Regions from separate parts of the Mus musculus genome. Here all the other regions are linked to region 1. Evidence: chromatin contacts called from public Hi-C data. All regions are on one chromosome and are shown on one strand. Each heading gives the region's core, a stretch centred on a gene start, on an enhancer-like site or on the middle of the called end of the contact. The rest is flanking DNA. Distances are from core to core; before and after follow the strand shown.

Region 1 (4,686 bases), core at 960-3,459:
TCTGGTCCTATAGGGGCAACTCATCTTGGTGTGTAACGTGGACAAAATGGGGGCACAAGAGGCCCCTCTAGGCTCTCTCAGATGGCTTAGTGGTTGTTGCACCCTCTGGGTATTCCACACAACAGCATCAACTGGTTCTGCTTGGTTTGAGACACAGTGTATATGCATATGTGTTTGCTTACTTCATAGACTGCTCTAGGGAGGTGTACTCCATCCTTCCAGGGTCTGGGGAGGCAGCACTCTGCCTCCACGCAAGCCAGTAGCTCTTCTATATGTCTTCCAATTACCCAGCAGTCGATGTAGGGCTGAAAGCCATTTTCCTAAGAGAGGGAAAAGAGAGTCTAGAGAAAATGTCAGGTGTTTCTGAGAATTGGGGAACTCTGAGTGACCCACAGGGAAGTGGAACCTGTGTGAGGATGGTCCCTGCCCACCTGTTTCATCTTGCCCTGGTTGTCACAGAGGATGATACCATCAGCTTCTGAATTTTTCAGCGGGCTCTGTCACTGGGATGCATACCCACGTAGGGCAGGGGGGATCCCAGAACCCTCTTCCTACTCCTGGCAGTACTCAAGGAAAGACAAAGCCACTGGCCGTGACTCTGGCCTGAGTGTTGGCATCTCTTTTGCTGTCCTCTCCCCATTGTTCCTTTGAATCCTGGGTCTCATCTCTCCTAGCACTGCAGTTTATGCCTTCACTCGTCACTTGCTGGTGTGTGTGTGTGTGTGTGTGTGTGTGTGTGTGTGTGTAGTTGGGCATGGAGGCCAGCATAATGAGTGTGGGATGGATTATGTGAGGAGGTTGCCGTGAGAGAAGGGACAGCCCAGAGAAAGGCAGGGCAGTGGCTTTATTTTGTAGGAAGGCTTTTAAGTAGCTGTGTACCTTCTAGCAGAGGTGTACATGCAAGGCCTTTTCCTGAGGGGGACTGTGTAGCGTGTGTGTACGCGAGCGAGAGCTCGCGCACGCACGCACGCGCGCACACACACACACACACACACACACACACACATATTGGCCCTGGAATCTCATCTGTCCCTTGGTACCTTGATCTTGAGGAGGTGTTCAACCTCACTGTGATCCAGGTTCACAGAGTCTTTTTGAAGTCCAAGGGCGGGAACCACTGTCAGTGGTACAGTAGGTGTCTGACACTTGGCAAACCTCAGGCCAGGCCAGCCACAGTGACTCCTAACCATATATGTTTAGGAAAGGGATTTGCACTGCACTTTCTAGCTGCAGTGGCTGCTGGCCATTGCTCCTCACGCCCATGAACCAATCGCATAAGCCTTGGGCAACGTGGGACAGTAACCTTGCCCTTCTGCAAGGGGATAGTTTCTGCTTTCCAGGCCCATAAAATTTCAGAATGAAGATCATGGTGGTCTTTAAGAGTAATAAAGAGCCACACATACCTAGGGGAAATAATCTCTAGGGGTAGGGATGGACTCAGAGGTACAGTGCTCGCCTAGTGTGTTGGCTGGCATCTGAAAGCCAGCGTGGCCAGGAACGGGACGCACTGGCTGGTTTTGTGTGTCCACTTGACACAAGCTGGAGTTGTCACAAAGAAAGGAGCCTCCTTGAGGAAATGCCTCCATGAGATCCAGCTGTAAGGCATTTTCTCAATTAGTGATCAAGGGGGAAAGGCCCAGCCCACTGTGGGTGGTGCCATCCCTGGGCTGGTAGTCTTGGATTCTATAAGAAAGCAAGCTGAGTAAGCCAGGGGAAGCAAGCCAGTAAGCAGCACCCTTCCATAGTCTCTGCATCATCTCCCGTCTCCAAGTTCCTGCCCTATGTGAGTTCCTGTCCTGACTTCCTTTGGTGATGAACAGCAATGTGGAAGTGTAAGCCAAACAAACTCTTTCCTAGGAACCCCAACTTTTTTCTTGGTCCTGATGCTTTGTGCAGGAATACAAACCATGAAAAGACAGAGGGTTTTCCTGGAAAAGGTACAGGAAGTGTCTCCTCTTCTTTGAGTCCAGCTTGTATGCTCCTGAAAGAGGTGCTGGGGGGACTGGCTGCTGTTTCTCCACCTTTCATAGTGGGAAGCTTGGCCTTCCTGGGTTTGTGTTCCAGTCCAAAGGATGTTGTCATGGCCGCATATGGCCAGCAGAGGGCGGTGTCGATCCAGGAGTGCCTTTGCCACACGTCCAACCCAGGGTGTAAATTGCTCAGATTTTCCCCCAACAAATAGATGGTACCCAAGCCACCAGCATGCTCTCATCTGTGTCCACAGCCAGCTCTGTCCTGCCTTTCCAGTGAGGGAAGTTCCTGTGCTTACTCAGGGTGTAGGAGGAGCAGCGACCAGCAGTCTTCTGCTTGCTGGCTCGGAGAGGCGCTCTGGCACAGGCATCTGCTCAGCTGGGCCCTGTGGGGAGCTGACTCCTGGGGGAATGAATTCACTGGCTGTTGTGCGCAGACTCAGGTTACAGCTGCGCGCTACTCTGGACTCGCCATTGGCATACCCAGCCAGGTGGGATTCCCAGAGAGGAGGTTGTGGGGAGGCATATTCTAGGGTTCAGGAACTTTGGGAACCTGTGTCTGTGTCTAGGTGGCCTTATTAGAATCTGGGGTGAAGTACTTTGAGACTTTGGCCTCCAACCCTGTGAGGAGGGGGTTTGGTGAAAATGCAGGGCACAACCTTGATTCATTGTGCTGTCAGGTTTGGGAGGGAGCCAGGGGCATTTTTTTTTTTTTTTCTTCATTCTCCTCTGTTAGGGTTAAAGCACATGATAGTGTTAAAACAGAAAGGTCTGGAGCACTGGGAAAGATAATTGTAAGAGAACTAGTGGGGGGATTAATCTGGTTTTAGTAGGCTTCTACTCCCACAGAGCCCCTCCTCTAGTATCTGGCTCTATTTCTCTTCCATAAACTTCTTGACTTTATGGATAGCTACACTTTAATATACATTCCAATATTTAATTCAGTTCAGTGTTAACAGACTGACACAATTTCTAGACCTTGGAGATATATATATATATATATATATATATATAGAGAGAGAGAGAGAGGGGGGGGGCAGCATCTTGGACCACAGCCGTAGGGCAGGGAAGGACCAATCCTAACCTCAAGGGAGATGGCACTGAAGATACTGGGCAAGGCTGGTTCTCTCTCTGGCATATACCAGCTCAATTGCACTTTTGTGCTTGCTGTAAGTAAATTTTGGCTGCTAGTGTTGTCTGTGTCCTTGTAGAAATTCTTCTCCTTCAGGAGTACAGGAACCAAGAGTGCTGCCACAGTTGGGATCAGAGGGCATTTGGAAGGATGTATTGCTCTATGGCACCTTTAACCCCTGAGCCCACAGGACAGTCCACTGCTTCTGATTCCCATCCCTCCATTCTTTCTGCCAGGGACCCTGGGTATTCTGCTGCATTGTGGTCCAGGAGAGTTAGCAAAGGGAGAGAACTACAAAGAAACACTGTGGATTTAACTCGGTCTAGAGGTGCCTTGTGAGCTTTCTGCTTGAGCCGATTCCAGCCTTCCCATCCCAACCCACTTGCCCATTCTCCATTGTTGAAAGCCTTTAGGTTTCCACCTTCTTTTCTTTCGTTCTTCCTCAAGGGAGTTGACTCTGCTCTCTGCTTCCTGCAGGATGGAGACCACACACACACACACACACACACACATCCATTCACATTGTAGACATATGCATAGCATGTATTTGTGCGCACACATTTCATTACACTAGGGATCTACTAACACCTTGTGGAGCGAAGGATACACAAAACATTTCCCCCTGACTTTGTACTACTCTGCTTCCTTAGGGCCATGGTCCTACACACTGGAGAGCCATGTGGGGACACAGGTGAAGAGACAGAAGCAGCAGGAACTGTCCAGGCTGCTCCACCTTTCTCTTGCTCTGAACATGGTCTAGGCTCTTGACTCCTTTGGGCCTGGAGACGGTAATGCTGCTGTGATGGTAGTTGAGGTGCTAGAAACACTCTAGCTCAGAAAAGCTGGTGCTTACTGCACGCTAGGTACAACCTCTCTCCCGGAATCCCTTTTCTCCAGGGAGAACATGCAAGTGGGCCTCAGTTTATCTCTTGGACAGTGAGACTGTTGGAGAGTCCCTCCACTTAGAGCTGATCCTGACAGTGTGCAGGTAGAGGCTAGAGGAGGGAAAAGCCTCATGCCTTGACTAATATCTCCATTTCCTCTCCTGCTTGGTGGGCCTGGCCAAAACCTTGATGTGAAACTCTGCTCTGTTTCTCCCTCTGAGAGCTGTTTGGTCTCCTGCCTGTCTTCAAATTGAATTTAGCCGACCAGATCTTAGACTCCTCCCATTTCAATCCCAGAAGGTGACTGGCAAGTACCATTTATACAAGTAGTGCCTCTCTTCCCGCAGCATGCTGTCAGAGGGCAGGCACTGTGTACAACAGTGTGTCACGATGCTTGGCTGCTTCTGTACATCCTGGAGAGAGTTTAGGTGGTGACATGCTGTCTCCAGAGTTCTTCTAACCCCTGTGGCTGCCCCAGGCAAGGCAGCTGGGAGGGAGGGCCCTGTCACCGCCACGGCTTGAGCCTTGCCTGGTGACTTTTTGCTCTCTCCTGGGACTCTGTGTACATCTTTGGTTAGCGCCCCACCAACCCCCACTCTGTTTGAACATTCTACTCAGTGTTAAGTCCCAACCTACACTATGTGCCCTCTGTTTGAAGTCTGCTATCTTTCCTCATCACTCCTAGCATTCTAACAAGCTG
Region 2 (4,686 bases), core at 1,140-3,639, 920 kb after region 1:
TGGGTTTTTATGCATTATGTGCATTCCCTTTTTGTCAACTGAATCTAAACTAGAGTCAAGTGGAAAAAGGAAAACTTGACTGAGAAACTGCCTCCCTCAGATTGGCCTATAGTCAAGGCTGTGGATGGTATGTGCCCTGCATGAGGAGCACTGAGTTGTATAAGGAAGCAGGCTGAGGTGGGTGGGTGGGGGAGCACCCTCATAGAAGCAAAGGGAAGAGTGAAAGGGATAGGGGGTTTCCAGAGGGGAAACTTGGAAAGGGAATGAATAACATTTGAAATGTAAATAAAGAAAATATACAATAACAGAAAGAGAAAAGGAAAGGAGAGGAGAGGAGGAGAGGGGAAAGGAGGGGAGGGGAGGGGAGGGGAGGGGAGGGGAGGGAAGGGAAGGGAAGGGAAGGGAAGGGAAGGGAAGGGAAGGGAAGGGAAGGGAAGGGAAGGGAAGGGAAGGGAGGAAAAAAGAAAAAGCAGGCTGAGCAAGCCAAAGGGGAAAAATCAATAAGCACAATAAGCAGCATTCCTGTACGGTTCTGCTTCCAGGTTCCTGCTTGAGTTTCTGCCCTGCCTTCCCTCAATTATGGACTCTTATGGGGTTCTATAAGCCAAACAAACCCCTGCCTTCCCAAGTTGCTTTTGGTCATTGTGTTTGTCTCAGCAACAGAGGCCAAACTAGGACACATTGCTGGATATTTATTGTTGCATATCAAGAGTCATTGGTACTTTTTAAAGCTTCAGGTGTAGCTGCTGACAAGTGAGGGTTGCTGTGGTTCATTTGATTGCAAGCTTACTTGTGAGAAGTGTCCATGAAGAGATGTTCAGCGTGCCTTTAGGTGTACCTGTGAGGGGGCCATCAGTCTCCTAACTAAGAGAGAAAGCCACTTTGAATATGATATCCAAGGCCAGGTTGGGATTTGTTCTGCTCTCTCAGTGTTAGGCAGCGTTTGCATCACCATGGCAGAGACGGAGGGAAAACAACCTGAAGAGGTTTACTTGTTTGGGTGCAGGGCTTGAGGGGGTTCGGTCCTTGGGTGCTCAGCCACGTGGGCTTGCGCAGGGCTTGAGGGGGTTCGGTCCTTGGGTGCTCAGCTACGTGGGCTTGCGCAGAACATCCTGGCCATGGGATCAGGTGATGGGGAAGATTATGCGCTCTTGACAGATCAGTAGCAGACAGAGAGGGAACCAAATATACCCATCAAAGACAACTCTAGATACTTATTTTCTTCAGCTCTGCCCACTGCCCAAAGATCCCCCACATCTTCCACACAGAGCACCTGGCTGGGGACCAACTTCAATACAAAGGCCCACAGGGTATGTTTTATACTCAAGCTTTAATACTCTGTCTGATGGTAGCCCTAAGGTAATTGGCTGAGTTTGCCCCTCCCTGCCCACCCTGCCATGGCGCTCAGCCTCATCCCTGTCCAGAAGCAGCAATGCAGACTGACCATGGACTGAAACCTCTGAGCAGATGAGACAAGAGAAACCTCACTTGTAAGTTACTCCATCAGGCATTTTGTCACAGCAATGAAAAGTCTGGCACCGGCATTGCAATAATAGCATTCTATTCCTAAGGCAGTTCATTAAATGATGCAAAGTGGCAGTATCCAGAGGGCCCTGGACAATCCATGGTTGCTGATATGAAAAGCTCTTCAAATAGCATTCTTGTTTACTTTGATTACACACTAATGGTGTTCACCTGATTATGAACATCTTGCAGACAGAGGTGATGCTGCCCTCATCATGCCAGCACCAAGTCCAAGCCCTGGATTTGGAAGCAGCTTCAACACTTTTAATGTACACTGTATTGAAAGGGCATTGGGCTCACAGGTTACCTCCCAGTCCCCAGACATTCATTTCAACCAGCCCAGACTGCAAACACAGCTTTATACTTGAAAATCCATATCTGGGTCTTTAACCATCAGTGCCCAAAGCAGTTGCTTGTATGTGGGATGGCTGTGTTAAAACAGATCATGTGCACACTTCCCTAGCTGAACTAGGAAAGCTGAGTACTGCCTTGGAGGCAGCTCCTGTCTCTCCCAGCTCCTCCCCTTCTTCTCTTAACTCCTCCTCCGTGCACTCACACTGACCTGGTAGATTCCCAGTCTTTTGGAAGGGCTTGTATTAAAAGTTTCATTAGAGAATCACGCCAGGGGTTTTAAACAGCAGCGATCTAGCTGTAAAGGCTTGGAAGCAGTCCCCGAGTGTGCACCAGGAGTGGGCTGATGGCGGCAGTGCCAGCCACTGCAGCGCACTGGGACTCCCGCCCTGAATCTTATTTACATTGGGACTAACAATAGCTCTGCAGCCTGGCTATAAATAATTTCTGGGGAAGAGTTGTCTAATTAAACGTGCAGCAGTAAGGAAAGTGCTTTAACCACAAGGCTGGTGTCCTAATGAACGTAATCACTGTATGGGGACAGCTTAGGAATCACATCCAGACACCTCCCTGTGGAGGTAGGGAGGTAGAGGGGAAATTCGTAGGAAGAATTTCCAATCAATATTTAATTGTGCATTGTGTTAAACTAGTTTAGGGTCCTCTTTCTCCTTCTCTTTCCTCATATCAAGAGGTAAAAGGGATTTGAAAATGTAGCTTTGTAGCATGGCTTGAGCCTCAGATTCCAGTGAGACAATTGTCTCCAAGTTTTCAATGCATGGCAATTACTAGGATACACAAAAAAATATTAATTAGTAAGTGGCTTGTAAATTCTGATGGGTCCTGCCTTTAAAGAAAAAGAAGTGGGGAGTCGAATTGAAGTTTTATTCTGTCTCTGACCATGTCTGCTCCGGACTTGGTGCCCTTTAGGGCCAGGCAGTGTCCTGTGTCCTTTGGTTTCTCCAGGTCAAGCATTGGGAAGATATGACTATTCCCCCTGGATGAAGGCAATCAACTGTCATCAGTGCAGGGACAGCAGGCTTCTGCTGATATCCGAGCTACTATGAGCAGATCAGCAAGGAAGCCCAGTTCAGCCATACCTGATTCTGCTTCAGTGGAAACAACACTGTGAATTAGCTTGAGGGAAAAGTCTGTAGGATACAGGGTGGTAGTCTTTCCTTGTTATTTACAACACAGTTCTAAGGATAAAGAGGGGACCATGTGAGAAAGAATACCGTGTCATCAGGCTAATGTTTTTAAGTAATATAGGAACCATATATACAAACATCTGCAAGGACATAGTTAGAATATGTATATACAGATATTAGGTAGTTTGATGCCTTTGTGTGTGTGTGTGTGTGTGTGTGTGTGTGTGTATGAGTGAGTTTGCGAGCAAATTTGAGCACACACATGCCTTGGATATAGACTAGCTATTGCATATTGCTATGGTAACCTGCATGCTCTTGAAGACTAGTTTAAAGCATGGAAAGAGAGTATACATGTGTAGAGGTACCCCAGGCCAAGCTGCATAGAAACAGCAGGCCAACACTCACTCCATATACCCCCTGACAGTCAGAGATATAGGCATTAAGTGTGGGCACCTGTGATGAATCAAATTCACCACTGGATGTCAACGTTGCTCTAGCTAATTAGAAGACCTGCAGAAATCCTATTCTCTCTTATACTGGGGGTAGGTTTAATCTATGGAATAAATGTACCAGGGAGGAGGAGGTAAAAGCATCAACCTTCTGAAAGAGTCCACAAAGCAGAATCGGGGAACCAAATTTGGCATTTCTTCTTTCAGCCACCACTGTCCATCTAATAATCTTCTAGTTGCTTTTTCTTTATTACTCGGCTCTCCAATTAACACTCCCAGTTCTACTACATAATATAACCATTCATTTTCCTTATTGTCTAGCACTTACCACCCACATGCACATGCCAGAGTCTGAATGACAAGAGGGTAGAATTCTCATTTCTGCCATGTATATGTCTATAACTCAGCCTGATACAAAACAAATGTTTGCTAAGTATTTGATCGGAATAGATAAATGACCAATAGCGGAACTGATAATGTTTAGTTAGTAAATATAAACACAAACAGAGACCTTACGCCAATAGTAATGGGAGTTCTGTCTTCTGGGAAATGTGTGACAGTGTGGCTGGAGAAGAAAGGGCAAATGAGGATACCTAAGCTTGGAAGTGTCAAGTCACAAAGCCTGGGGGTGTCAAGGGTGTGCTGCTACTGTGACTGGGGATGGAAGATTAGCTTCTCTCAACCATAGCTCCCTGGTCAGTACAACAGAATAATTGTAACCTACCACATCTATGGAGGAGGCTTGTGGAGATCACATGTCACAGGCTACTACACAATGTACTTGGCCTGGGATAATACCATCCAGGTCCTTCTTAAGTCTCAAGTATGTTATGAGCACAAAGAACGACACACAACAAGGGGATTATTAACCTTACCCAATGGCATAGAAACTGTAGACCTCTTCCAAGTAATTCACTTTAACCACAGAAGGTCAATTTAACCAGGAATAACAAATGTAGTGGTAGTAGTAGTAGTAGCAGTAGCAGTAATAATAATATTATTAATAATAATAATGATGAAGCAGAGTTCAAAAACCATCTTGGAGAAGATGCAATGGGCCCAGTCATGGTGCTAGGGGGCTGTGAAATGTTTTTCCTTCAAGGGGTGAGCCTCTAGTCTGCTGGGTGTTTCTTCTATTCTATGGACATGTTGGCAGCATCAGGGACTTCCATGGCAGCCGTGCTAGCATCATTCTGAATCCATATGCTTAATTTTTA
Region 3 (4,686 bases), core at 624-3,123, 850 kb after region 1:
CAAGGACTGAGCACGTGGACAGATAATTTAGATTCTGATGAAGATAGCTGCTGGTTTAGTGAAGTGGTTGTTCTAGGTTCTCCATCTGTGACTTGGGAGAGCATCCAGGAGAGGTGGCTATGCCTTCTGGGATGCTGTTAGCTCTATCCTAGGTCTTAGTTACATGGAGACTATGTGCGAGGTCAGGAGACCTCATCTGTGGAGAAGCATGGAATAGAGATGTAGTAACTACAGAGGTTGTGGCACTTTGGGCCCAGGATTTTATCCAAACCCTTTACTTGATCCTGGAAACAAATGCCAGAAGCAAGAAGAAATCTAAACCCCTGTTTTACGAGAGGCTATCATTTGTAAATTTAATTGTGCTGTGCTTCTTCTCATACCTAATCAGTCAGGGTCTAAGAGAGAAGACGCACATAATGGCATTGATATTGACTTGACCTATATCCAAAGAGCCAGGACCCGTGAGACTTAGGTGAACAAGGGCCATCCGAGAACCATAAACTTTCCTCCACTGAGGTTCTAATGAAGTGCAGGCTTGAAGAGGCAAAGAAAGTCAGCTAGACTCAGGGTCAGAGTATAGAAGCGTTGTGGAGTAAGGTCTGAGGACGGGATATTTGAGGCCCCCTCTCCTGACAGTGAGAACTTTTACCAGGCTTTGGACAATGTCAAATGTGCCTGTCTAACAGACACTCAAAGGTGTCTACATCCACTTAGAACATCTTTCTTGTAGACAACCATGCCCCTTCTGTGGGATCCCCACAGGATTTTAATGAAATTCTTAGATCTGTTTGATCTATACTGAGGAATTTATTTTTCTCTTTCTGTGCCATTTGTTCACGTCCCTGTGTATACTTGGACAAAACCAAAACCAAACCAAACCAAAAATGAAGAAGAAATGAAATTGAAGGTATTCTCTAATTCCACTTGGAGAAAAGTTTTCGTAAGAAGAGGTGAGAAAACCCCTTTTCCCCTTTGCATAGCGCATTAAAATAATTTATGGAGAGCGGCTCCCGTTCACCTACGGAGCTGGTCAAGATGAGAGGATAAATCTTTAAAAGAATAATGTTTTCCGAATCAGGTTCCTTGTCCTCAGAGCCTTTGATGTATGAGTGTAATAGTAGGCAGGACACATAGTGAAATATACATGAGGCCTCTTGAGGGAAGAGCAGCAGAAGGGAGGAAATATCAGTGTTTACAGCAAAACTCAATTGAAACACTCACTTCTAGATGATAGTTTATTACATTGCAAGCAACGGAGCTCAGCAAGGATGTCCTTTCCTGTCTGTCTTCAGGACTCCAATGCCTGCCCTACTCCATCCCCACATCTCACTCCCATTCTATACGAGGTCAAAACATAGCCTCTTTATTACCCACTTCTCATCAGCAGGCTTCAGATTCTAAAGAAAAGGAAGTAGAAGTGTGGAATCTTCTCGACACTACCAGCAATTCCCTGATTTTTTTTTTTTTTTTTGACACGTAATCTGTTTTAAACATGAAGGAAAGTTTGGAGAGAGGATCATTTCCTTGTTGAAGTTCAACCAGGGATCAGCTCCCAGCAAGGTATTCCGCGCCACCACCTTCTTCCTCCCCAAGCTTCCTTACCTGGAAGATGCCCACAATGAAAGGATTGTTTGGTTTATCCATTGATAAACCGCTGCTACTCCTGCAGCCCCCTGGAGGTAGTGGTCCTGCTGGCTGATGAGATTTAGATCCAGGTGGAGTGTGGCAGAGCTATCATCTCTGCATGCAACCAGTCAGTGAGGCCACAGGCATTTAGTGTGGGGCGACCGCTGCATGCAGCAACCCCAAGCCTCTGTGTGGGTTTGCTTTAAATTGCTTAGCAGCTTTAGTGGCATCCTACATCCTACTCCCTGTCTTAAACTGAAGCCCTCTCCAGGCAGAATGCCCGTTTTCTTCCTGAACGCACTGCACTGCATCATAGGATCCTGTAGCTGCCTTGGGACAGCAAAGCTGCAGAGATTGAATTTGGCTGGCTCCTCCCCTCCTAGCACTTCAAGGACTCCCTCTATGCTAAGGCTTGGCTAACAGTTGGAGTGCAGACCTGCACACAGGCGTCGGACTGTGTTTTAGGAGTGGAATAATGTGCCTCTAAATATGTCTGTAATTGCATTTTGCTGTTGTCAGGTCATAACCTTCCATTTTGAGATCTCCACAAGGGTGAGAGGAGAAGGGTGATTCTCTTCTAGCTGCTTTTGTGGTCTGGCTTTACTCCTGTAAAGAAAGCATCCTATCACGCACTGAGAGAGAGGCTTTGTGCTATAGTGTGGATGTGTCATATCCCCCCTCCCCCATATCCCATATGTTAAAGAGGTTGTTAGGAGTCCATGGAGCTCTCGGGTGCTGGCAGGAGTTTTAAGGGCTTGTATCCAGTGGGCAAAGTAAGGTCATTGTGGGATGTCCTCAGGAGCAGTACCCTGCCCCATTCTAGTTTCTTTCTGTCTGCTTTCTGGATGCCAGGAGGTGAGCAGCTTCCCCCATCACAGACTCCCTGCTGTGATGACTGCCTTGCCACCAGCCCAGAGTGGTCATCATCATCAGAAAGTTCTTCCTGAAACCATGAGCCAAATGTGACCTGCCTGGGAGGGTGGTTGACTCACATACTGACTTAAAGCTGACTAACACATTTAGAAAAACTGAGAATACAAAGGGGAGAGGAGGGAAGGGAAGGGACTGGAGGGAAGGAGATAAGGGTAGGAATTGGGTGGAAGGGAAGGGTAGCGAAGGAAAAGAAACTATGTTACATTTGGAATAAACGTGGATAATTCCTTCCTTGGTTTTAAAAGCTCAGTCCTTAATATGAGAAGTGAGAATCACTTGCAGGTGATTTTTTTTTTTTTTTTTTTTTTTGGATATTGGGCCACAGATTGATGATTCAGAATTCTGCTTCTCATCTCCAAATCTCACTGCACTTCGGATCAGAACAAGTGAAGTACTGGGAGCTGTTATATATATATATAAAAAAGTAGACTATGATGGTCATTTGGCTGATTTCCCTGTTATACAATAATCTTGGTCTGTTTACACAGACTAGATGCTGTAAGTGTGCTGGTTCGGTATCAACTTCACAAACACTAAAAGAGGGGATCTTCACTGAGAAAATGCCTGCCTAAGCTTGCTTTGTAGGCAAGCCTGCTGTGCATTTTCTTGATTAATGATTGATGTGGGAGGGCCCAACTCATTGTAGTCTATACCTCTCCTAGGTAGATGGTACTGGGCTATATACAAAAGCAAACTGAGCAAGTCCTGGAAAACAAGCTGGTAAGCAGGGCTTCTCTGTCACTTCTGCTCTAATTTCTGCCTCCAGACTCTTGCTTGCTTTCTTTTTCTGGCTTTCCTCAGTGATGGATGGACTGCTATGGGAAAAGAGAGGTCAAATAAACCCTTTCATCTTCAAAGTTACTTTTATCCATCTAACTAGGACAGTTGGTCAACCACTGACGTGGACTATTGTAATCAGGATACATAGTATGCATCCCACAGAGAAGGAATGAGACACTATGGGTCTACCACTGCAGACTAGATTTGTTTTATAGATGTAAATGGACAGTATTGTAAATACATAAACCACTAACAACCATTTATTAGTATCATCAAATTCTGTCCATGGTTGTTTGTCAGCTTTTGGTGGCAAAGACCTTAAAAGAAACCAAGATTAATCTAAGAAACTTCTTCCTCTTCCAGTATGTGGTTACTTGGTCCTATTTCTTTGGGCCAACAGGGGTGAGGGGAATGGAGAAGGTCTTACTGCATTACATCCAGGAAAAGGGAAAGGGGGAAAAGCCAGATTCCCAGTGTCTTCTACAAGGATATGCTGATGAGATGATGTCTTTCCATAGGCTAACTCTGGAAAGGTTTTGCCACCTCCTGGTAGTACTACAAACCAAGGATCAAAGAGACAGGGCCACTTGAGAGAGGCTTGAGATAACAGAGCCTAGCATACACATCCCTCCTTCATATGACTAGCTGAATGGGAGGCTCCTTCACACTAGCACCAAGACAAGTTCATGGGTAAAACCCTTAGGTAGGAACCCTACCTTAGCTCCTGTCTCCAGTGTCCTGCTCTGCTGGAATTACTGCCCTGACTTTCTTTAGCAACAGACTATTGCCGGAAAGTAGAAGATGATAAACATGTTTTCTTCCCAAGTTGCTTTAGGTCACTGCGTTTGGCCACAGCAATAGAAACCCTGACTAAGACAACAGTAGGAGGGTGAGACTTCATCATGGATTGCAGCCATCACTGTCCCCTTCCTTACAGCTGAACATCATCTTGGGATCTAGAGTATAGAGGAGGTGGAGGGTTAACTGAAGGTGGTACTCCCTGACACATCATCTAAGAAGTTGTTACAAGTCAGGATGCTGATAGTCTTGAGCTACCCCATTCCCAGTAAGTAAGCCCTCACCTGTGGTCCTCTAAGTAAGTCCAAGTATCTGGCTTCCAAAGTTGTTGTTGGATGGAAGAGTTCCTCTTCTCTGTCCTTGGAGTATTATCAGAGATGAGCATATAATGCCATACAGCAAATTGGCATCATTACATGGAGGCATGACAGAACCAAAGATAGATTTTGGAAGAGTATGGGGCTGGGATCTGTTGGGCTAGCAAGACATGAAGCTGAGAGTGAATGGGTGAGGATGGAGCATCTTCACCGTGGGTATGTGGAGGTGTGT

Evidence for each region. Hi-C and Micro-C count contacts between places; a contact is called where the count stands out from the background.
Region 2: a Hi-C map of cerebral cortex shows a contact between it and region 1, with 3 times the contacts expected there. The contact joins two enhancer-like sites. A contact is called at or near these places in 3 of 484 Hi-C or Micro-C datasets (the N1E-115 cell line, cerebral cortex and cortical neurons).
Region 3: a Hi-C map of cerebral cortex shows a contact between it and region 1, with 5 times the contacts expected there. The contact joins two enhancer-like sites. A contact is called at or near these places in 1 of 39 promoter capture datasets (embryonic stem cells), 2 of 15 datasets of contacts at CTCF or cohesin (the NIH/3T3 cell line and large pre-B cells), 52 of 484 Hi-C or Micro-C datasets (the AML12 cell line, DN3 thymocytes, the F1.1 cell line and 33 more), 4 of 115 datasets of contacts at active chromatin or transcription factors (embryonic basal ganglia, embryonic forebrain, embryonic midbrain and 1 more) and 1 of 9 other capture datasets (embryonic stem cells).

What each region holds. Positions count from the first base shown.
Region 1 is chr9:27,412,017-27,416,702 of GRCm38.p6, forward strand. No RefSeq gene overlaps it. Among named protein-coding and RNA genes, the nearest start is that of Spata19, 18 kb to the left of the region's middle. Within about 2 kb of position 2,210, at least 66 of the 459 cell types and tissues checked have an H3K27ac peak or open chromatin away from gene starts, as enhancers often do. A contact at or near this core is called in cerebral cortex and cortical neurons, where this site is marked.
Region 2 is chr9:28,334,597-28,339,282 of GRCm38.p6, forward strand. All of the region lies in intron 1 of Opcml (opioid binding protein/cell adhesion molecule-like), which reads left to right. Among named protein-coding and RNA genes, the nearest start is that of Gm39313, 59 kb to the right of the region's middle. Within about 2 kb of position 2,390, at least 36 of the 459 cell types and tissues checked have an H3K27ac peak or open chromatin away from gene starts, as enhancers often do. A contact at or near this core is called in cerebral cortex and cortical neurons, where this site is marked.
Region 3 is chr9:28,263,013-28,267,698 of GRCm38.p6, forward strand. The region is part of intron 1 of Opcml (opioid binding protein/cell adhesion molecule-like); the gene reads left to right. Among named protein-coding and RNA genes, the nearest start is that of Gm39313, 130 kb to the right of the region's middle. Within about 2 kb of position 1,874, at least 3 of the 459 cell types and tissues checked have an H3K27ac peak or open chromatin away from gene starts, as enhancers often do. A contact at or near this core is called in cerebral cortex, where this site is marked.